Linked DNA regions of Oryza sativa: region 2 is linked to region 1. Evidence: chromatin contacts called from public HiCAR-type data. All regions are on one chromosome and are shown on one strand. Each heading gives the region's core, a stretch centred on a gene start, on an enhancer-like site or on the middle of the called end of the contact. The rest is flanking DNA. Distances are from core to core; before and after follow the strand shown.

Region 1 (4,256 bases), core at 918-3,417:
TCAAATCAGTCCACAAATGAATTAAGCCGACGTCTGATTCATCACTAAATTTAGCCCACCAAATGTCACGAATTAATTTGGCCCACCAAATTCCCATCAATGGATTCAGCCCACCAATGAATTTGGCTCACTTCGTATGGATTTGGCAGTATGGACGTGGTAAATAAATAAAAAAATTATGAGGCCCACATGTAAGTGAGAAAAAAAATGTGAAACCACACTACTTTTTCCTTTTCTTTTCTCCTTTCTTTTTCCTCTTTTCTACTCCTCTCCGAAGGCCGGCGGCGGCGGAGGGAGCCTGAGAGAGAGGGGGCGGCGGGCGGAGCGGCCGCTGGCGAGCGCGGCAGTGGGCGGCTGGAGGGGGGTGAGGCGGTCGGTGAGCCTGGGAGGGAGGAAAGCGGGCGGCGGCAGGCGGAGCAGCAGCGCGGCGGCGAGCGCGAGCGGCAAGCGAGCGCGTGGCGAGCGAGCGCTGCGGCGTGCCGCCGTGCCGGAACTCGTGCCGACGGGTCTCACCCAGGCCGCACCACACGTGGGAGCAGAGGCGGAGCTCGCTGTCGCTGTCGGTCTTTGCCCGCTGCCCGAAGTCGGAGAGGAGCGGGCAGCCACCGATGGCGCCGCCGCCAGCGAGGGGGAGGGCGGCGAAGGAGCGGTGTGACACTGCGGCGGCCCTTGGGGGGGAGAATGGCATGGCGTAGAGGAAGGTCGGGATGCGGCAGTTCTGTTCTTGTCCCTGGTGTGTGAGTAGTTGCTGTTTCAGACATGAAGGCAGCTGTGGGGAACAAGAAAAGCAAGGGCACTTTCTGCGCCTTCTGCCACCCTTCTCTGCTCCTGCTCATCGTGGCAATCCAGTTCTTGATGATTTACTCACCAACCCTTGATCAGTACATGGTGATGCTAACCACAGGTTGTTGATTCTGAGTCTTTTTTGGAGAAAAGATTCTGATTTTGTTTTTGTTCGATGAAATTATTAATGCAGATGAGTTCATCCCGGAGCCTCACCTGCGATGTGACTTCAGTGACAATAAATCCGACGTGTACGAGATGGAGGGCGCCATCCGCATCCTCAGCCGCGAGTTGGAGGTATTCCTGGTGGCGCCTCGCCTCGCCTCCATCTCCGGCCGCAGCGGCGTGAACACGACGGGCTTGGACGCGAACGCGACGAGGTGGAAGATCCAGCCGTACACCCACAAGGGCGAGTCCCGCGTGATGCCTTCCATCACGGAGGTGACGTTGCGACTGGTGACCGTTGACGAGGCGCCGCCGTGCGACGAGTGGCACGACGTGCCGGTGATCGTGTACTCCAACGGCGGTTACTGCAGCAACTAGCCAACTACTACCACCACCTCGCCTCCCTCCGAGCGGCAGCAGCTACCTTGTCTCCCTCCGTGCTCGCCCGTCACCGCCCGCCTGTGGCCTGCTCCACCCGCCGTCCTCTCAGGTTCGGGGGGAAGAAGAGAAGAGAAGAGAGAACAAATAAAAGAGAAGAAGAAAATAAAAAGAAAAGAGGAGAGGAGAGGACACTGACATGTGGATCCCACTATATGCCATGTCAGCCAAACCAGGAAAAAAATAGATCAATACTGCCTAACGAACTTTTTTTTTTTTTTACGGTTTTGTATAATTTAGGGGCGGAGATTTTTGGTTTTGTGGTTAAAAGACCTCAAAAAATCTCGTTAAGTTGAGGGACCTTCGGTGATCTTATTCCTTCTCATAAACAAATTAGGCCCACAAGTGAATTTGGCCCACTTCATTCTCGTCAACAAAAAGTGGCCCACGAGTGAATACATTTGACCGCCGCTGATCAGAGAATTCAACCCATAAATGAATTTGGCCTACTTAATTCTCATCGATGAATTCCGCCCACACATAAATCTGGGCCACCTTATTTCGATAACCAATTTCGGCCCATAGTTGTATTCGGCCCACTTAATTCCCCGAACTGTTCTCTCCGGCACGCGGCGGAGCGGGTTGCTGCCGACAGCTCGACAGGTGTTCGATCAAATTCGCGCCCGGAGACCGAGACTCTGAGAGCGACGGCTCGCTGCCGGCGAACGGGACGCCGCCATGTGCCCCCCGGGCCGTGAGCTCCCACCTCCCGCTGGCTTTCCCCGCCCTCCCCCCCCACCCCCCCACAAGGAGCCACCTGTGCGCCATGCTCGCTTTCTTTAATGGCAAAGCGAGCCTAGTCACGGAGGCGAACGCGAAGCCGAGCCCCACACCGCGCCACGCGGCCCGCTCCGCCGCGCGACACCGCGACGCCACCACCCCATCATCCGCTCCACCGCGGCGAGCACCGCGCGCTGCTGCTGCTGCGTCCAAAGTCCAAGCTCCCAAACCAAACCTGCGCGTGCCCAATCGATCGGCGCCATGGCCGCGGCCGTCGTCCTCCTCCGCCGCCTGCGCGGCGTCACGGCGGCGCCCCGGCGCGCGGCGGCGGCGCTGCCCCTGACCACGAGCGTCCGGGGTGTCTCCGATTCGACGGAGCCGCTCACCATCGAGACCTCGGTCCCCTACAAGTCCCACATCGTGGACCCGCCCCCGCGCGAGGTGGCCACCACGGCGCGCGAGCTCGCCACCTTCTTCCGCGACATGTCCGCCATGCGCCGCGCGGAGATCGCGGCGGACTCGCTGTACAAGGCGAAGCTGATCCGCGGCTTCTGCCACCTCTACGACGGACAGGAGGCCGTCGCGGTGGGCATGGAGGCGGCCACCACCCGCGCCGACGCCATCATCACGGCCTACCGCGACCACTGCGCCTACCTCGCCCGCGGCGGCGACCTCGCCGCCCTCTTCGCCGAGCTCATGGGCCGCCGCGGCGGGTGCTCCAGGGGGAAAGGCGGGTCGATGCACCTGTACAAGAAGGACGCCAACTTCTATGGCGGCCATGGCATCGTGGGCGCGCAGGTGCCGCTCGGATGCGGCCTCGCGTTCGCGCAGAGGTACAGGAAGGAGGCCGCCGTCACGTTCGACCTCTACGGCGACGGCGCCGCCAACCAGGGGCAGCTGTTCGAGGCGCTCAACATGGCGGCGCTCTGGAAGCTGCCCGTCGTGCTCGTCTGCGAGAACAACCACTGTGAGTTGGAATTCGGTTCAATCTTTGGGATTGATTTTGCTTGCATTGTTCGTTGATCGCTGGATGAATTGCGGATGGTTTGATTTGGTCTGTTTGATTTTAATTTGTTTGCACAGATGGGATGGGGACGGCGGAATGGAGGGCATCGAAAAGCCCCGCATACTACAAACGCGGCGACTATGTGCCAGGATTGAAGGTAACTAAATACTTCTCCGTCTCATTTAAGCGCAGTTGTGAATTTTCGTACCCAATATTTAACGTCTGTTTTATTTGAATTTTTTTTATGAGTAGTAGTTGTTTGAACTCTTTCTGGCTGATGGAGAGTTGATCTGTTGATGTGACAATGAGAACTGAGCTGAACATAATTGACCAGTAAATTTGAGTGCAACATCCTTCTGGACTCTGATCACCATACTCTGTGATCTAGTTGTGGGTTCCGGGGTTGTTTGGTTCACTGCCACAAATCGTCATGCCACATATTCGAGTACTAGATGTGCCAAACTTTCTTAGGTTGGTGTTTGGTTTGCTATAACTATGATTTGCCACACTTCATTAACTCGCTGGCTCACATGTCGTAGGCTCATTTTTAAGTCACATCTTACCACACTTGTGGCCAACCGCCAACGATTACTTTGTGTGGCTTGCCACACCTACGGCAAGTTGGGTTGCAGTTATTTTTACTGCGATTAGCTTGCATGCAAGAAGTTATGGGGATATGCAGGCATGGAGGTGGCCGTGTTGGTGCTCTTGTTTGTATCGTTGTGATGATGGTTATGGTACCTTGTGTTTGGTGCAGGTCGATGGTATGGATGTTCTTGCAGTCAAACAAGCTTGTAAATTTGCCAAGCAACATGCTCTTGAAAATGGACCGATTGTAAGTGAATTTCCTGATTGCCATTTCGACTGTGCACATTATGGACATTTCTGGATCTCTCAGGGGTTGGGCTGTGCTGAAATACACTGCTGGTAGTGTGGTTTAGCTCATATTGTTCGATAGATTCAGTGCCGCTAATCAGTAGAAAACACAATCCTGCTCTTGGAGATGCATGTAACTTTTCTATATCCTCTCGGTGTTGTAGATTCTTGAGATGGACACCTACAGATACCACGGACACTCTATGTCAGATCCAGGGAGCACTTACCGCACCAGAGATGAAATTGCAGGCATAAGACAGGTCAGGAA
Region 2 (4,256 bases), core at 998-3,497, 230 kb after region 1:
TTTCAAGGAGAGAAACACTTAATTCTACCGCTTAGATGCTCTCTATGTGGTGAGGCCACTCCATGCAGCTGTTGATAAGATGTGTGGCATGGATGAGTGCGACAACTATTAATGTTTACCGTCTGCCCCAAAGACAAACGACGAATAAAGGCATAGGAAACTGTCAGTGTCATACATAAAACATACCCAATAGTTTTAGGTTAGACTCGGCGGGCTCCACCATATATCAAGTTTTATACGAAATCACGTCTTTATATTTGGAAGATGTTCCGGATAAAGAAGAAGAAGCAGAGTTTTAGCTGGATACTACATGAACTACTCAGATCGTATCCATACGTGTCTTCCTAGTTCTATTTGGACAAGAGGATATCCGAGGGTATAAATACAAGACACGTATTCGGAAGGAGGGGAGACACACCAATACAAATCTAGACCAACGGAAGGCAAGCCTAGACATACCCAATTTAGAGCCACAAAAGCCGACATGAGGGATCTAGCGCTACCTCCATCTCATCGAGTTCAAGACTACACTAACCGTCGACTACGTGTAAGAGCTCTCCATGCCGCCAACACGACAGAGACTAGATTAGGTTTTGCCGCCAACACGACCGAGACTAGATTAGGTTATCCCAAATATTGTACTCGTGTGATACCGATATATAAAGGCAACACCGGCTTCAGCTAACAGAAGTAGGACTATTACCTGTCAGTTAAGATGTCTGAACCTATATAAAAATCTCTCTATCTCTCATCTCTTTATCTCAATCTCGCGTGCACCTTGGCACCAATGATCCCGATACTTCTAAATATCGTAGTCGTGGTATAAACCGTTGACAGAAACTATTCCATAGGATTAGGCAACCCCATTCCTATGATTCAAGGATCTCACAAGAAATATTTCCCAAGAAATAAAATCCTTCTATTATTTTAGTCATTTCCAGGCCTCAACTCCCATTGTACGCGTGGTTTTTGGTAGGTAAGCTGACTGCTATCTTCATGAGTTGTGATGAGCCAGTCACTAGAGGGCAATGAGAAGCAGAGACGTTGATGAAAAATAATTATGATCCATGGAAAAATTGGACAGAAAGTAATTACGATTCGTGGAAAAAATGGAGTTATGGATGACAGTAATAATTAGCTCGGAAGAAAATACTTGCCGTACCAATTGCCGACAAGATGACTTGTCTATTTTTCTCTGTAAATGCATACCAAATGTATTACGACCAAATTTAGAGAGGAATATACATATGTGTGTGTACAGAGAAAGAGTGTTGTAAGCAAATTTAAAAACCACTAATACGTCGCATGACAAATCTAACTGTATGACTTAATTTCATTTGTCCTAACTGAAAATTTTAAAAGTTATTAACAATCAAAGTCTAAATAGCAAGTATTTGTACATAAAAGTGGTATATCAGTTTAGCCAGTACCCATTAATACATGTAGTTTGGCATTACATCAGAGAGAATTCAAATGGGTCGTCAGGTTGCGGATTACACACTTGAAAAACATCAGGATAAAAATAGTACATTTCATTTACAAAACTATACATACTTTGATCAAAATATTACAACATTATATATTTTATTTAACATATCATAAAACTACAGTTTTAATATCAAATTTATCATGAAACTATAGATCTAACCTAAAGTGTCCCAAAAACTTTAGATTTAATAATAAGGCGCTGTTCAACTCAACATTTGGGCTGAGCTTATCTCCGCCACGCAAAACAAAGATATGTTATTAGCAAGTGAATAATTAAGAATTAACAACTATAAATTTTGAAATTTTGTTTTTAACTTTTATATGTATGATAAAACACACGGTTTTGTAAATTGAAAAGCATTCTAACAGAAAACGAAGAAGTTATCGTTTCGAGTTGATGAAAAGAACTCGACCTAAATGTATCATAAAGCTACGATTTTCGAGTTTGAATTATAAACATTATCATCTTGTGACCAATTTGTCACTGACTCTATAGTTTTTAGTTTTGTGATACTCTATGTTGAATATGTAGTTTTATGGTATATTGATCAGAGTATCTATAGTTCCGTAAAATTTATTTATATAAAAAAAACACCAAACACAAAAGAATACACTTTTGCATTAGTAAGAAAAACGTGCAGCATATCACAGGGATGAGGAGTCGTATGCTTTGGCGGTGCGGCGGTGCCCAGCAAGAAGGGGTAAAATTTGGTCCCCAAAAAACAATTCCAATAACTGGAGTCAATTCAAGCAGAGTCTACACAAAACAAAATTAAAAAGCAACAGCTTAGCAGTCAGTCAACCTATGCTACCCCTGTTCTTGTTCCCACACCCACCAATCTCTTGTCCCTGTCCCTCAACTTCCTATCCACTCCTATAAATTTGAACCCCCAAAAGTGTCAATTTGTGCATTTTCTCCTCCTCCTCCCAATCCCAAATCACCAACCTGTATTGGTTGTGGATAGTTTCCAGACAAAACAGAAGAGAAGAGATAGAAATTTTCATCACATGTTTTGACATCTTTGATGACAAGTTCTTGGCAGCACGGTCAATTTGGCATGTGCATAGAGTAAGCATATATACGTCGCAATTCGTTCAAAGCATCCAACCCCAAGAGAAGACATGCCAAGGAGCATGGAGGAGATGGAGATCGCCGGCGGCGGCATGGCGGCGGCGGCGGTGCAGAGGGCGGTGAGGTGCCTCGGCAGAGGTGTCGACATGGCGGGCGACCTGAGGCTGAAGCACTGCAAGGATGAGGGAGGTTGTCTCGTTGCCAGGAGCGGCGAGAAGGCGGCGGCGGTCGCCGTGCCGGGCGTCGGCGTCGTCGCCGGCGTGCCGGCCGACGTGAAGTTCGGCAAGGGCGACCGCATCAGGTTCAAGTCCGACGTGCTCGAGTTCAACAAGGTTCGTTGATTTGGTTGCTGCTTCATTTGATTTTATTTGCTGGTTCAAAATGACACAAATTGCAAGCGAATTAATTGCCAGCTGCTCACAAATGAAAGTCTCCTTTTAGAGTTATCCAAAAGATTGACAAAAAAAAAAAAACTGTTCAGTTACTTCTTTTTTGCCAAATCTTTTTCATAACCAAACAAAATGGACATATGGAACAGTGGTCACCTATTTCTTACTACTAATCTTTGATCTCTATGTTTCGTCTAAGCTCAAGGCTATTTTCCTCACTACGTTATTAATATTTGAATCATGATCAAAGTCAAAATTTCTTCCAAAAATAATCAGACAATCAGAGTCCAGAGCATAATGTCAACAACACGCGTACTACTTACAGTCTCAACGAGTTAAGAAATCATCATCCTACAACAACAAAATTTAAAAACAAAACAAAATAATTGTTCAACCAAATAACCATGAAAAGATAATTAATTATTCCTAATTCGACCGCACGTTCATCTGCAGATGTCGGATCTGTTCAACCACCGGAGCTCGCTGCCGGGGAAGATCCCGTCGGGCCTCTTCAACTCGTGCTTCGACTTCGGCAGCGACTCCTGGGCCAGCGACGCCGGCGACACCAGGTGCTTGGCCTTCGACGGCTACTTCATCTCCCTCCTCGACCTCCGCCTCGACTGCCGCCCGCTCGCCCTCGCTGGCCACGTCGTCGCCGACGTGCCGGCGGCGTGGGACCCATCGGCCATTGCAAGGTTTTCTCTTCGTTCGAAAATAAATTTATTCTTATATCTTTACTATTTTTTATGAAAAAAAAAGTGTACTCTTATGTACTTACCTATCCTTATCTGCAAACGAAGAATATTTATCCCTTCTATACTCTTTGGACCTGTTCACTTTAATACTATTTTCAATCTTACCAAATTTTGTAAAGTTATCAAAAAAAAAAAGTGGCTATATTTAGTTTGCTGTCAAATTTTGATAACTATATAAGATATCCTGCCAAAATTTAGGCAAGTTTTTTTTTGGCATCAAAGTGAACATGCCCTTTATTTACGCATCCATCAAAACTATTTTAGTACTATTTAATTAGAGGGGTACATTGATATTTTTTTCTCCATACTAATTTGAATGATAATGACTAGAAATGAAGTTATTTTGAGATAACTATACATACATACTCACCGGCAGAAGCAATAATAATAATAATAATAATTTCATCGACTATCTGAATATGTTGTTGTTAAGTCATGTTTTTTTTTTAAAAAAATAGAATAAAACATTTATGTCATCTGTACTCGAAAGAGGACATATGCTGTGTTAGGCACACCCTTTTCCCAACCCCCCTCTCTCTCTCGTTTTTGGAG

Evidence for each region. HiCAR-type assays count read pairs that join an accessible place to other places.
Region 2: a HiCAR-type map of leaf shows a contact between it and region 1, with 2.5 times the contacts expected there. The contact joins the promoter of LOC4340656 here to the promoter of LOC4340640 in region 1. A contact is called at or near these places in 1 of 15 Hi-C or Micro-C datasets (an unstated tissue) and 1 of 4 datasets of contacts at active chromatin or transcription factors (leaf).

What each region holds. Positions count from the first base shown.
Region 1 is chr6:7,768,998-7,773,253 of ASM3414082v1, forward strand. It overlaps LOC4340640 (pyruvate dehydrogenase E1 component subunit alpha-2, mitochondrial-like), which reads left to right and starts at 2,168. Exons shown (of 8, transcript NM_001421516.1): 1 at 2,168-3,073; 2 at 3,190-3,269; 3 at 3,870-3,947; 4 at 4,153-4,248. The coding sequence starts at 2,368. It also overlaps LOC107281339.
Region 2 is chr6:8,001,618-8,005,873 of ASM3414082v1, forward strand. LOC4340656 (MACPF domain-containing protein At1g14780) reads left to right here and starts at 2,248. Exons shown (of 8, transcript XM_015788778.3): 1 at 2,248-2,892; 2 at 3,403-3,644. The coding sequence starts at 2,611.